2 separate regions of the Gossypium arboreum genome follow, and region 1 is linked to region 2. The links are chromatin contacts, called in public Hi-C maps. All regions are on one chromosome and are shown on one strand. The core of a region is the stretch at or near the end of the contact, and the rest is flanking DNA. Distances in the headings are between cores, read along the strand shown.

Region 1 (5,855 bases), core at 1,545-4,044, 170 kb after region 2:
AGTGGAGGTATAATTCCACCTTTCACTCAGCTATACAGATGACACTATATGAGGCTTTGTATAGCCAGCCCCCACCTCAACACTTGCCTTACTTGGTAGGCTCTTCCACTGTTGAGTATGTTGATCGCAGTCTGCAATAGCTTGAAGCGGATAGGAAACTTCTTTAATTCCACCTCAAAAGGGTACAAGACCGAATGAAGCACTTTGTTAACTATATGAGGAGTGACCGCACCTTTCAAGTTGGTGACCTTGTTTACCTTAAACTTCAACCTTATAGATAACACTCTATTAGGAAAATATTGAACTAAAAACTCTCTCCTAAGTTTTTTGGCCCTTTTGCTGTGAAGGCCAAAGTTGGGGAAGTGGCCTATAAGCTCAAGTTGCCTTTTGGTTCTCGAATACATCCCACATTCCATGTGTCTTAACTCAAACGCCATGTGGAAAAGCAACTAGTTCAATCGACCTTACACCTAGTAGCCTTTAATAGAGTTATGCTCAAGGAACCGAGCCATATACTTGATTGACACATGGTTAAGAGAAGCAATTAGGTTGTCACAAAAGTGCTGGTCGAATGGGCTAACACCTTCCTTGATAATGCTACCTAGGAGGTTCTTCATGAGCTACAATAACGATTTTCCACTTTTGATCCTTGAGGACAATGAACCACTCGACCAGGGAGACTACTTTTATTTTTGTTAATTCAGTTGTTTAAACACAACGTTTAGAATCTAGTATTAAGTGAAACAATTAGTTTCATTTTAAAGGTCAAAACGGTGCGTTGAAACTAGGTTATGGGGTGTTTGCCGTTTAATTAAAACTGTGCGTTTTGAGTCTCAACTGTCATTGTAACAGCCATAATTGATTTTCAATTTCCCTATAACGTCTTCCTTGGCTTTTTAGCATAGAGAACAGCCAGGAAGAACTTAGTCAATTTGTTAGTAAATGAAATTCTGGTCTCTCTTCTTCTCTTCTATTCTTTGTTTCTCTCTTCTCAACTCATCCCTTTAGATTTATGGGAATCAATCATATCAAATTCTACTTATGAACCCATTGTTTCCCTTTTGATTCAACGATTCTAGGGCATTCATAATGGCTCTTTTAGATTCACAATCCGAGTGCTCTTATTGCTTCATTAATGACTTATTATTATTTTTCACCATCGAGTTATTATTAAAAATGTTCCCTAATGTTACCATCAAGACCCATATGCAAGTCCTCGACTCTTACCCCATCAAAAGCTGTAATATTTTTTTCGATTCATAAGCAAGATGCTTTAAAGAAGAGAAAAAACTATTCAAGAAAAAAGTTCCATCGATTGAAACTCCCATCGCTTGAATAGAACAGGAAGTAGAAAGCCCAAAAAAAATCAGGGGAGGAAGAAACTGCTGGAACCACTATCGGAGAAGGTGACCGGAAGAGTGGCGGCGACAAATTGACGTAACAAACTCTAGAAGGATGAAGAGAGATTTGGGGGGTTATCCCTTGAGGAGAGAATTTTTTTAATTTTTTTTGTGAAAAAAGAATTTGGGTTTTTTAAGTTGAGGTCCTTAGCATATTTTGAAATTAATTTTTTTTGACAAAAATGACACGTAGCACCTTACAATTGTGTAACATGTCTTGACAAGTCAAAATTTAACATCGTTAGATGGAGGTGCCAGATTAATAAATAGAAATTAATGTAAAAATATCACATTAAAATATTTTGAAAGTAAAGATATCACGTTTATAAATTTGATAAAGTATAGGGGTGAATTTTGCTATTAACACTTAAAGAAAGCATGCAAGTAAGTAATTAGGCTTCCTTCTAATGAAAATGTTTGAGACTAGTATAGTTTTAGTTAATTCGTGATATTAATGGTGCATTTAGTAAATTATCTAAATTTAATAAGTTATTTTTATACAATAATAATACTTTAATTTTAATTTTAGAATATGTGTTTTATTTTTAAAATATATTTATATGTTATTTTATTAATCTTATTTAAACAATTTGAAATTTTTATTGACGAGAGATGAGTTTTTATACATTTTGACTTACACAATTATAAGTTTTGATTTAATCTGCTCTTTTTGACACAATATTTTATACTACTCATAACGCATTTTAATCTATAAATAGAGAGATAATGCGCTTCAGCGCACTCAAACCTACATCTTCTTGTATTGACAATAATATCAGTGCCAATTGAGATAAAACTCAATCGACCCATAAACCTCTTTCAACCTATAAATAGTAGGATAATACGCTTCAGCTCACTCAAAATCACGTGCTCGTGTATTGAGAGCAATGTTCATACCAATTTCAAAATTCAATTGACTATTGTTCAATAGCTTTTTGGACTAATATATTACACACAATTATTTAGTTTTAAGTTTTGTTACTGGCTTAAAGAATATTATTGGTAAATTTTTTATAATAATTAATATTAATTTTAAAGTTTAAAATTATGCGGGTATTATTTAAAAAGAAAAATTATGATATAATTACATTAAACATTTCTAAACAATTATTTTTTAATTATGAAAGATGCAATTACTTAAATTTATTTTATGGAGTTCAAACAATCACTGATGTCAATATATATATATTTATACTTGAATTATTGGTATTTTCACTGTTTTGAGAATAGGATCGAACGTTGGTTTAGAATAAGAGATTAAATAGATTGATTTTGTGAATCAATTACATTGATAATTATATTAAATTTTTTTATTTTTATAATTTTTAAATGATTTATTTAATTAAATCGGATGGGTAAAAAAAAAAACTGATGGTTTACTCAATTTCACCATCAGCTGGGTTCTAAAGATCTTACGGATATTACCCCTAGACTGATCCATTTTGTAGTTATTATCCTTCCCTTTCTCCACGGCCTCCCCCGACTACTGAACTGAAACAAAAACAAGTCTGAGGCTCACAGAAGTAACAATGTCAGCTTTGAGGTTTAGCTCACGCTTTAACCCAATGTTATCAAACACAATCCTTGTTCAAACCAAATCATTATTATTCAGTTTCTCTTCCTTCTCCTCATCAGTCAGAAAACCCTGTAAGACTCTTTGTTGCTCTACCAATTCCCTTCTTCATACCAATGGAGGCACCTCAAACAGCTCTCCACTTTCTGGTATTTACTATTACTATTGTTGATATTCGCTGCTTTTTGGATGTGAAATTTAAATAAAAGGACTTATCTTTCGTGATACAATTTCAGGGTTAGAGGATGAGTTGGTTGGTTATATTTTTGGGAAGAAGAAAGCAACAGAAGTGGCTCATTTGTAGGTACTTAACTTCCCTTTTTTGTTTTCTTTCTCTATCTCTCTGATTTCTTTTAATTTTTTAATGTAATGTTTAAAACTGTACTCTATCTGCTAGTATATAGTCCGTGGTTAATCGGGACTGTTGGACCTTTTAGGTTTCCTAGAACATTATTGTAAATTCGATGTCTCTGTTATAAATGTTGGTGGTTTACATGCTGGGAAACTGTGTAAACTGAAGCAGCTTCTTGTTCTTGATGTTATATTGAACGTTGTTTAATAAGATATGATAGTAATAAAGGTATGGCCAGAATTTAGTGATACTATATCAAGAAGTGCGAATGGGAATTCAGTGCTCGTGGGGTATAAATGTTGAAATTGATAAAAAAAGAAATTTATATGGTGTCAATAGGAATTTGATGTTCTTCCTGAAATCTATCTTTTTGTTCTTCAGCATCCTTTCTTCCAATTTTTCCCCTTCAAGTTTGCACTGATTTTGAACTGCATGATCTAATTTTGCTTGGACCTGAGAAGCCTGTTTCTGATACAAGCCCTCTTGTGCTATTTCCTTAACAATTAAGTTTTGGTCTTTGTTGTTTATACCAAGGATGCTAATTTTTTTTATATATCATGAAATCTTGCATGGTAAATTTCCATATACTTCTCAGCAATGGTGCTCAACTTCGTATACATATTTCTTTTAAATAATGTTATTTCCATTACTGGCCAGGGTTTGGAGGCATGTCCTGCATAAAGGGGATATTGTCATAGATGCCACATGTGGGAATGGTTATGATACCGTAGCAATGCTTAAAATGGTTGCTGATGAATCTGGTCATGGTCGTGTTTATGGAATTGACATTCAAACAGAGGCTTTAGAGAATACTTCTTCCTTACTGGATGAAACTGTCACTCAGAAAGAGGTTCTTCTTGTTTTCTTTTCAACATTGTCTTCTTTATCATAAAAGGTTCAAAGAGATAGTAAATTTTAATTACTGCAAGGATAACCTACCCAGAGTTTACACTACGTTTGAAATTTTAACCTTAAGATTCAGAATGCCTAGTTGTTGGTGTAAAAGTTAAACTTATAGTTCTATGTTTTTGAACCAGCATGCTGCTTAACTCAATAATAATAGCCATTACAGACTATTATTCAGCAATTCAAGGTCATTTGACTTGTCTTGTCATTTGAGATTTACTGTGTAGTTACCTTTATTGGTCTTCTTGATAGAACATATGTTTGATTATTATGCTTGTAAAGTTACCTGTGTTACATGTAATTTCTAATAAATTTCTAACTCATGCAGAAAGAACTAGTCAAGCTCTTCCCCATTTGCCATAGTAGAATGGATGAAGTGCTTCCTGAAAATACTGCCGTTAGGTACACATTAGTGCTCAAGTTTCTCTCTCTCTCTCTCTCACAGGCACACACACACACACATATCTAATTATATGAAAAATGTGGATTTATTGGATATTGATGCTGCTGAATATTGTACTGCATTTTCTTTTTGCATATAGATAAATTTCCTCGAATTTTCAAAATGGAGAAAAAATAGACAAACAGACCTTGCTCCTTTAGTTTTGTTTTTGAAGCAATTTTGGTACTTTCGTCCTCTCCATCCCTCGGCCTTGGCTTCTGATCCAAGAAGGATAATTCACTTTGTTTCTCATGATAATATGTATTGTTTTCATTGGGAAGTTTATTCTGCTATTTCCCTCAGAAGTAATAAATAAATAAATAGCCAAACCAACCAATACAAGTAATAAGCGTATTAGTAATTTTGTCAAATCATGGTACCATTTTAGTATTTGTTTTTGTCTCATCTCAAAGCTATCAAAAATTCTACATCCATTGAGCACCCCTGCGCCTTTATGTCTTGAAAACTTTAGGTGTATATGAACAACAATGTGCAACAAAGTTACTTGCTCAATATCTCTAAAAAGGAACTCTCCAAAAGTATTTGTTTCTTGTGATATTTTGTCAGTTTCCTTTTCTTCTTTCTTGACCACTAGTTACAACTTACAATATGGGTATAATTACTATTAGCATCCTTTAAATCTAGAAGTGATGTTCTGCTCCTACAGAACTAACTTTATAAAATATTAATAGATGTCTATTGTTACCTTATTGTTTGTTTGGCTTCACTGCTTGTTGATGCCTTAATAAGGCAAAATAAGAAGTTTCCATTTTAGTGTATAGTTGGAAATGCTTGCAAGGTCAAATTATGATGCTTCTATATCGTAAACTCTGAACTATTAACTTTTCATGGTTAAAGGGATAGATACAGGACAAATATAACTAATCATCTAATACATAACCTTGTTATCTTGTACTCCACGTGTAGAGAATTGTAATATCCATGTATTTCTATTATTTGGTGACTGTAATTCCATTCTTTTCCATGTTGCTTTATTATAATTTTTTTTTTCTAAAGTTTCAAATTTTAACTCAAAATGAAAAAGGTGTAGAACCTATTTTGTTTGAAAAAAAAGAGTTTCATCAGTAAATGTGGCAAAATCTGCACCGCCAAATTATAATTCATCAGAACACTTATTAACAGCATTGTGTATTCATAACCACATTGATGTTTCAGGGGCAC
Region 2 (5,930 bases), core at 3,240-5,739:
GGTCATATGTTCAAAAAGAATTTCTTCCATTTTCTAATATTAAAATTTTTTTCTTTTTTCCTTATCTTTTTCCTCTCTTTTCCTTTCTTCTTCTACTCCATTTCTTTTCATCTTATCTCCCTGTCTCAACAAACCCTAACTGCCCAAACATGAAACCAACTTTAGACCTAAACCAGATTTGGGTAAACCACTTGTTGTCATAAAAATCTTCATGCTATAGTCTTTTATCATTTGCTAATGTCTCCAGCATCTCCTTCCTTCAATGCAGAGAGAGGAAGAAGAAATACAAACTCAAACTAATTCAGTGAGAAAGGAGGAATTTAAGAAAAGTTCAACTAGAATCGGAAGTGATGAGCAGCACCTTGATGTTAAAATATCAGCCTGCAGGAATATCGAAAATGGGCCAAATAGAACCGGGAAATGAAAGATCATGGCAAGATCAGGTGGCATTGAGGGCTTAAGTCTCTTGCTTGTAATAGAAGTGCTTACTGCTTAGTTTGAAGGATTGGAATTGTAGTCAGTTTAATTTGCCTTCCTCCCTCCCTTTATTTTATTTTATCTTAATTGCTCCATGTTATTTACCTTTTTTTTTGTTTTTTTTTTTATCTCTTATGTAAAGAAAATATAGTTGCATTTCTTGGATTTGTACAGATAAATATAAAAATTGCTACTTCAGAATTAGATACATTCTCACTGTAAATGTAATTTACTTGCATCATATTCATGACACGTGGATGTTGCTCTACTCCACTTTTGTCCATCAGAGTAATTGAGAAGCAAGTGTCTTCCCTTACAATTATTTGTGATGTAAATAATGATTGTTGAAATGTTCCAAATTTTGTTCCTTAAGTTTTCTAAGCAATGGAAGATGATCTTAGCATAGAAAATGGGGGTATTTGGAGTAAGCTGGAAAAAGAAAAAAAAAGTGTACTTTACCCTTCTTTTGGTTGTTTTAGGGTGGTTGGTGATGGAGGGATTTATTTTTAATAAAATTCATAGTTTGAGAGAATTTATGATATGATTTTTTTTTTGGGGGGTTTAAGATTAAAATTTTTGAGAAATCGTTTTCCCTTTTTTAAGAGTAAACTAAGGAGTAGGGTGAGGGTGGGACGATGATAGAGAGATGCGGAAGGAAAGCTTGAGGAAAAAGGGAGGGCAAGGGATGAAAATGTAGTTCTAATGGAGTTTAAGAGAAAGAATTGTATGAAATTGTGATTACAAGTCATCTTTATCCCTTTCCAATAGGAATATGACAAATCAGATTTTCCTTCTAATTTTTAATATTTTTAGTTGGATTTAAATTTTTTCAACAAGAAAAAGCTAAAAATTAGGAGAAAAAATTTAATTTATCATTCTTCTATTGGAAAGGAAGAAAGATGCCGTGAAATCATACAATGCTTTTTATGGAGTTTAATAGGCATTTAAGAGATTTAAGTGAAGAAATAAAAAAGGAAATAAATAATTTAAAAATAAAAATGATAGAAAATAAATTTTTTTAAACCCGTGACACATTTAACTTGCGACGGTAGATGCACAGTACCCAAGTAATGGAATAAATGGTGGAGTGGTATCTTTGTAGTAATCCAAAAATATTAGTGGCATCTTTGTAAGTTTCAAAATGTCAATGGTAAAAATAAAAAAATTAAATAAAGTTGAGTGGCATCTAATGTAGTTTACGCTATTTGTGTTCTCCAGGGATTGAAACATAGATATAGAAGTGAAAATACCTGAAGGAGACGAGACCAGTAAGGGACTACAGCAACGATGAAATAAAAAGTGTTGAATATGTCATTTGATTTGCATGTGTTTTGTCTGAGTTTGAAGTCTCCCCAACCATAATGGCAAATGTAATATTCCACACTTCTAAATGCTTGTACCTCACTAGTAAACTGATCTGCCAAGTAAAAATCTTGAAATTTTACCTGCATCAATATTACAAGTCACGGACCATCTTTGCTGAAAATCAACTGAAAGGTTCCCAAATCTTCTGATTCAACAAACGATATATATTTACCTTGTAGAGGGGCGCACAGATACAACGAAACGAAGTTCTGAGCAAGAAGAAGCGACTTGAGCGATAAAGGATGTTGAAAGGACAAAGCAATACAATTATCACAAGCTGGTTGAGAAAGCAAAAAGTAAATAGATCAAAAAATGGTTTTGCTGAACTGGGTTTTGCGATTATGAAGTGAAATAGTTTTTAGTTTTTACCAAAAGCAAGCTTAAAGGAAGTAGCTCAGTTAATGCTTTATAATCTCCAGTTTTAGGGTCCATTTCCATGTCAAGGTTGGAGACCACACTGATCAGTGCTAGCGTTGCAAGGCCAAAACTCAAGAAAAGAACTTCTCGAAAGCCCAGCTCTGTTCCTTGCTTGAACCCAAATATGAAGGAATAATTAACTCTGTATCGCCTCCAAAAGTATATATTCCCAGCATGCATGAGCATATGTAGAACCATGAACCCAAACAAACTGCAATGTTCATAGTTAAGATGACTTCGTTAAATTTGTCACATTTGCAGTGTAGCTGAAACAACAGAGTGGAGTAAAATAGTAAAAGAAAATAACCTATATACTGGAAACATGCTTTCCATGTATTGAACTCTTCCTTCCTTATCGAGGATATTGCGGGCATGTATAATCAAAACCAGAGCTAGTATGAGGGCCGCTGTGCAGCCGGCAAAGAAGCCTGAAACATCAATTTTCCAATAAATATCTTCTTTAAGGGGTAAAAGGCATTAAATGGGTATAATGATTACCTGTGCCAAATGATGTACTATGCCTTTCTTTCTTTGATTTTGGTCTCAACTGGTTCATCCCTTTACTTCGGTTTGAATTTGAGAAATGTTTGATAAATGTGGCTTCTACCCTTTCCATTAGCTTAGTTACCTGAAACAACAAGCTTATGTTACCCGATTCTTCAATTTTTCTAAAGTATCTATGTACGAATAACAATGACACTAGAATTTTGAATTGTTAATTATCAAAACCAAGGTATTTTACTGGGAAGCCACCTACCTCGTCGGAGTTGCCTATATAAGAATCATCCACTGTCCTCATATAATACTTTGATGCTCTTCTTGATGTGATCTGAGACCCATGAAAGAAGAACAATCAGTACCGACAAGCCTGGTTGAGTTGACACCGAATGTTTGATGTTAAGAAGGCTTATAAGATATATACCTTATCATATTTCTTCATGATTTTAGAGAATGCTAACACATTCAAGAAGCTGTTCTTAGACACAAGCATCGAAGACTAATCAATATACATTTGTTAAAAAGTAGAAGGAAAAGGGAACCAAATACATACAATGGGTTATTAGCCATTTGTTACCTGTAGTTCTTGAGAAGCCGAAGCTTGTAATAAAATTCAATAAAGGCTTGTTTCAGTTGGTTTTGGATTTTCTTTAGGTTGTCCTTGCTAAAATTCATTTGTGTCTTGTTAGTATTGCTAGCACAGTACACTTTGGCAGCTGAGAAAGGAGCTTGAATAGCTTGATTCAACTTCACGTGATTCAACACCTCTTGTGGAGCAAGTCTAATGCTGCTCACTACTTTCTTGGGGTTCTCTTCTTGAATCTCTAGGCAGCCATTACTGGATTGCTTAGCATCATTATCTGATTCAGTTGTGCCTTGTAATGCATTCATGGGAACCATGATTTCTGCAAATGAAGTAATTGTTATAAATTAAGGTGTCTCAACTGTAAAATTGAAAACAACTTGTGCAGAACTTGGAAGAAAAAGTACTTACTGTCATTAGAACCAGAAACATCAAAATTCTCTTGTAATTTATATACTTTTATCCTAAAAGCAATTAAAGCATGCATTTGATTGGTAAGTGTTTCTGCTTCAGCCATAACTTCCTTCACCTTAGACCTGTAAAACTTGTCAACTTTATTCAACTCATTATCAAGCTTTTTAAAGAACTCTTGCTCATATTCAGCCCCTTCTTCTGCAACCATAAGAAAAGTAGTCTCGTACTTCCCTGAGCCATTTCCTCGCACGGAATTCACAAGAATCGCTTGGTTTTCAACATCATGATCGTCGAATGAACTCCCACCTTTGTTTCGTCTCGGATCCAAACCGCTAAAGCTTCTATAAAGCGTCAATGCTCGTTGAAGCCGAGTTGGGGTATCTGGTTGCCGATACTTTTGTTTCACACCATGGATTTCTTTCAAAAATTTCTTTAATGAACTGTAATCCACATAAGCTGCCTGCCATTCAGGCACCATTTGAGAAGCAAACTCCTTCCCAAACTTCATTTTATGGCAATGCGATGTAGTATACTTAATTTGCTCCTCAAGTTATAGAAGGAAAAGATGAGCAAAACAGCAGAAGGAACTTGGTCAATCAAAAGGGTTAGAGGCACTAATGTTTTATAACTTTAGGATTTATGGAAATGAGAACAAGGAAACTTTCACGATCTTTCAATCTCTCAATCTACTTTTTTTTTTTTAATTCGTAGCTTATAAAATATGCCAGCTATATGCGCCTGTAATGAACTTTTAGTATTTTAGTGCGTATTTTTATTTATTATAATTAATATTTGTTTTGATATTAAAACCATATATCTAAAATGTAATTTAATAATATCATTCACTTCAAAAGATTGAGCCCTTACGTGTCAGCGAATCCTGTTCTTGCTTAGCTTCCCACATCTTTTCTAGCTATCTCATTGTACATTTTTAAAAAAATATATATTTAACTTTTATTTAATAAGAAATGAGATAACACAATTTGAATACATGCATACTGAAACAAATGTTTAATAAAAAATTTTAATTATTGTTTCAATTAAATAAAAGAATATATTAATTTTTTTGTCTGGATTTTCTTGAAATTTTCAAAAACTTAAAATAGATATATAAGCCCACAATTATTTCATGAGATTTATTAGAATTTTATATTTTAAACTTACAATAAAAATAAAAAATTAATCTATGCCTGTCTTTTCCCATGATTTACCTTTAATTGAAACCTACTTAACTATCCCAATCAAATTGATGCAAAAGTTCATAGCTTGGATAAATTTAAAGCTTCCTAAAATCAGAAAAATTAAAATTAAAGCGTTTATTTTTCCAAAAGGTTCCCAAAAATAAAATTTCTCTTACCTTTCTTTACAGGTAATATTTTATATTCCCTCATATTTTAAATTTTAAATATTTCAAATTTATCAATGTAATTCGTTATGCTTAAAATCTTACTTTATTTACCATCTAAATCTCTTGTGTATGAATTTTTAAATTTAATAAATCAAATTATAAATATCACATGTTAATATAAATTATCATACAAAATTCAGGCATGAGTCACATGATTATTGAATTCTATTTCAATGGTCTTATTCATATATTTTCAAGCACAATGTTCAGCACATAGCACAAAATCCTTTTCTTTTAACCAGGTAAATAATTAAAAGGTTAAAATATGTTATTAATCTTGTATTTTAACAAAATTTAAGATTTAGTCCTTATACTTAAAAATTAAAAATTAAGTCATCTTACTTTACAAATCTCAATTCAATAATTAAAAGTGAAAGTAAATTTATTAATTTGAAATTTTGATTAAGTTATTATTTTATGATGTGATATATGATTGATATAAAACAAACACGTTAAATTGATAAATTTTATAAAAACTGATAATAATTAAATTATAATTTTTAAATTGAAGAAATATGAAGACTGGATTTTTAACTTTTAAACATACAATTACAGTGTCTAACAGCACATTTTAACTAGCTTGTAATAAATTATGAAAAACAATAGCTATGTAGATTTTTGTTTGCTAACTTTTCTTTAAAAACAAGACAAATCAAACCGAGTAGATTATGAGCCCACACAATTCCCTGTTTGCTATTTTTATCTTTAAAAAGTACGTCAAAGAAAAGCACGGCCTTTTAATAATGGCCACGGAATGGACAATTAATT

Evidence for each region. A called contact is a pair of places that touch in the nucleus more often than the background predicts.
Region 1: a contact with region 2 is called in a Hi-C map of leaf, with 2.1 times the contacts expected there. The contact joins the promoter of LOC108461793 here to the promoter of LOC108463585 in region 2. A contact is called at or near these places in 2 of 5 Hi-C or Micro-C datasets (both in leaf).

The regions. Positions count from the first base shown.
Region 1 is chr13:105,197,585-105,203,439 of ASM2569848v2, forward strand. It overlaps LOC108461793, which reads left to right and starts at 2,795. Exons shown (of 6, transcript XM_017761725.2): 1 at 2,795-3,122; 2 at 3,210-3,273; 3 at 3,983-4,175; 4 at 4,560-4,633. The coding sequence starts at 2,930.
Region 2 is chr13:105,028,929-105,034,858 of ASM2569848v2, forward strand. LOC108463585 (phosphate transporter PHO1 homolog 7-like) reads right to left here and starts at 4,490. Exons shown (of 12, transcript XR_001868093.2): 1 at 3,752-4,490; 2 at 3,335-3,662; 3 at 3,182-3,230; 4 at 3,017-3,088; 5 at 2,758-2,887; 6 at 2,567-2,687; 7 at 2,212-2,470; 8 at 2,015-2,119; 9 at 1,728-1,922.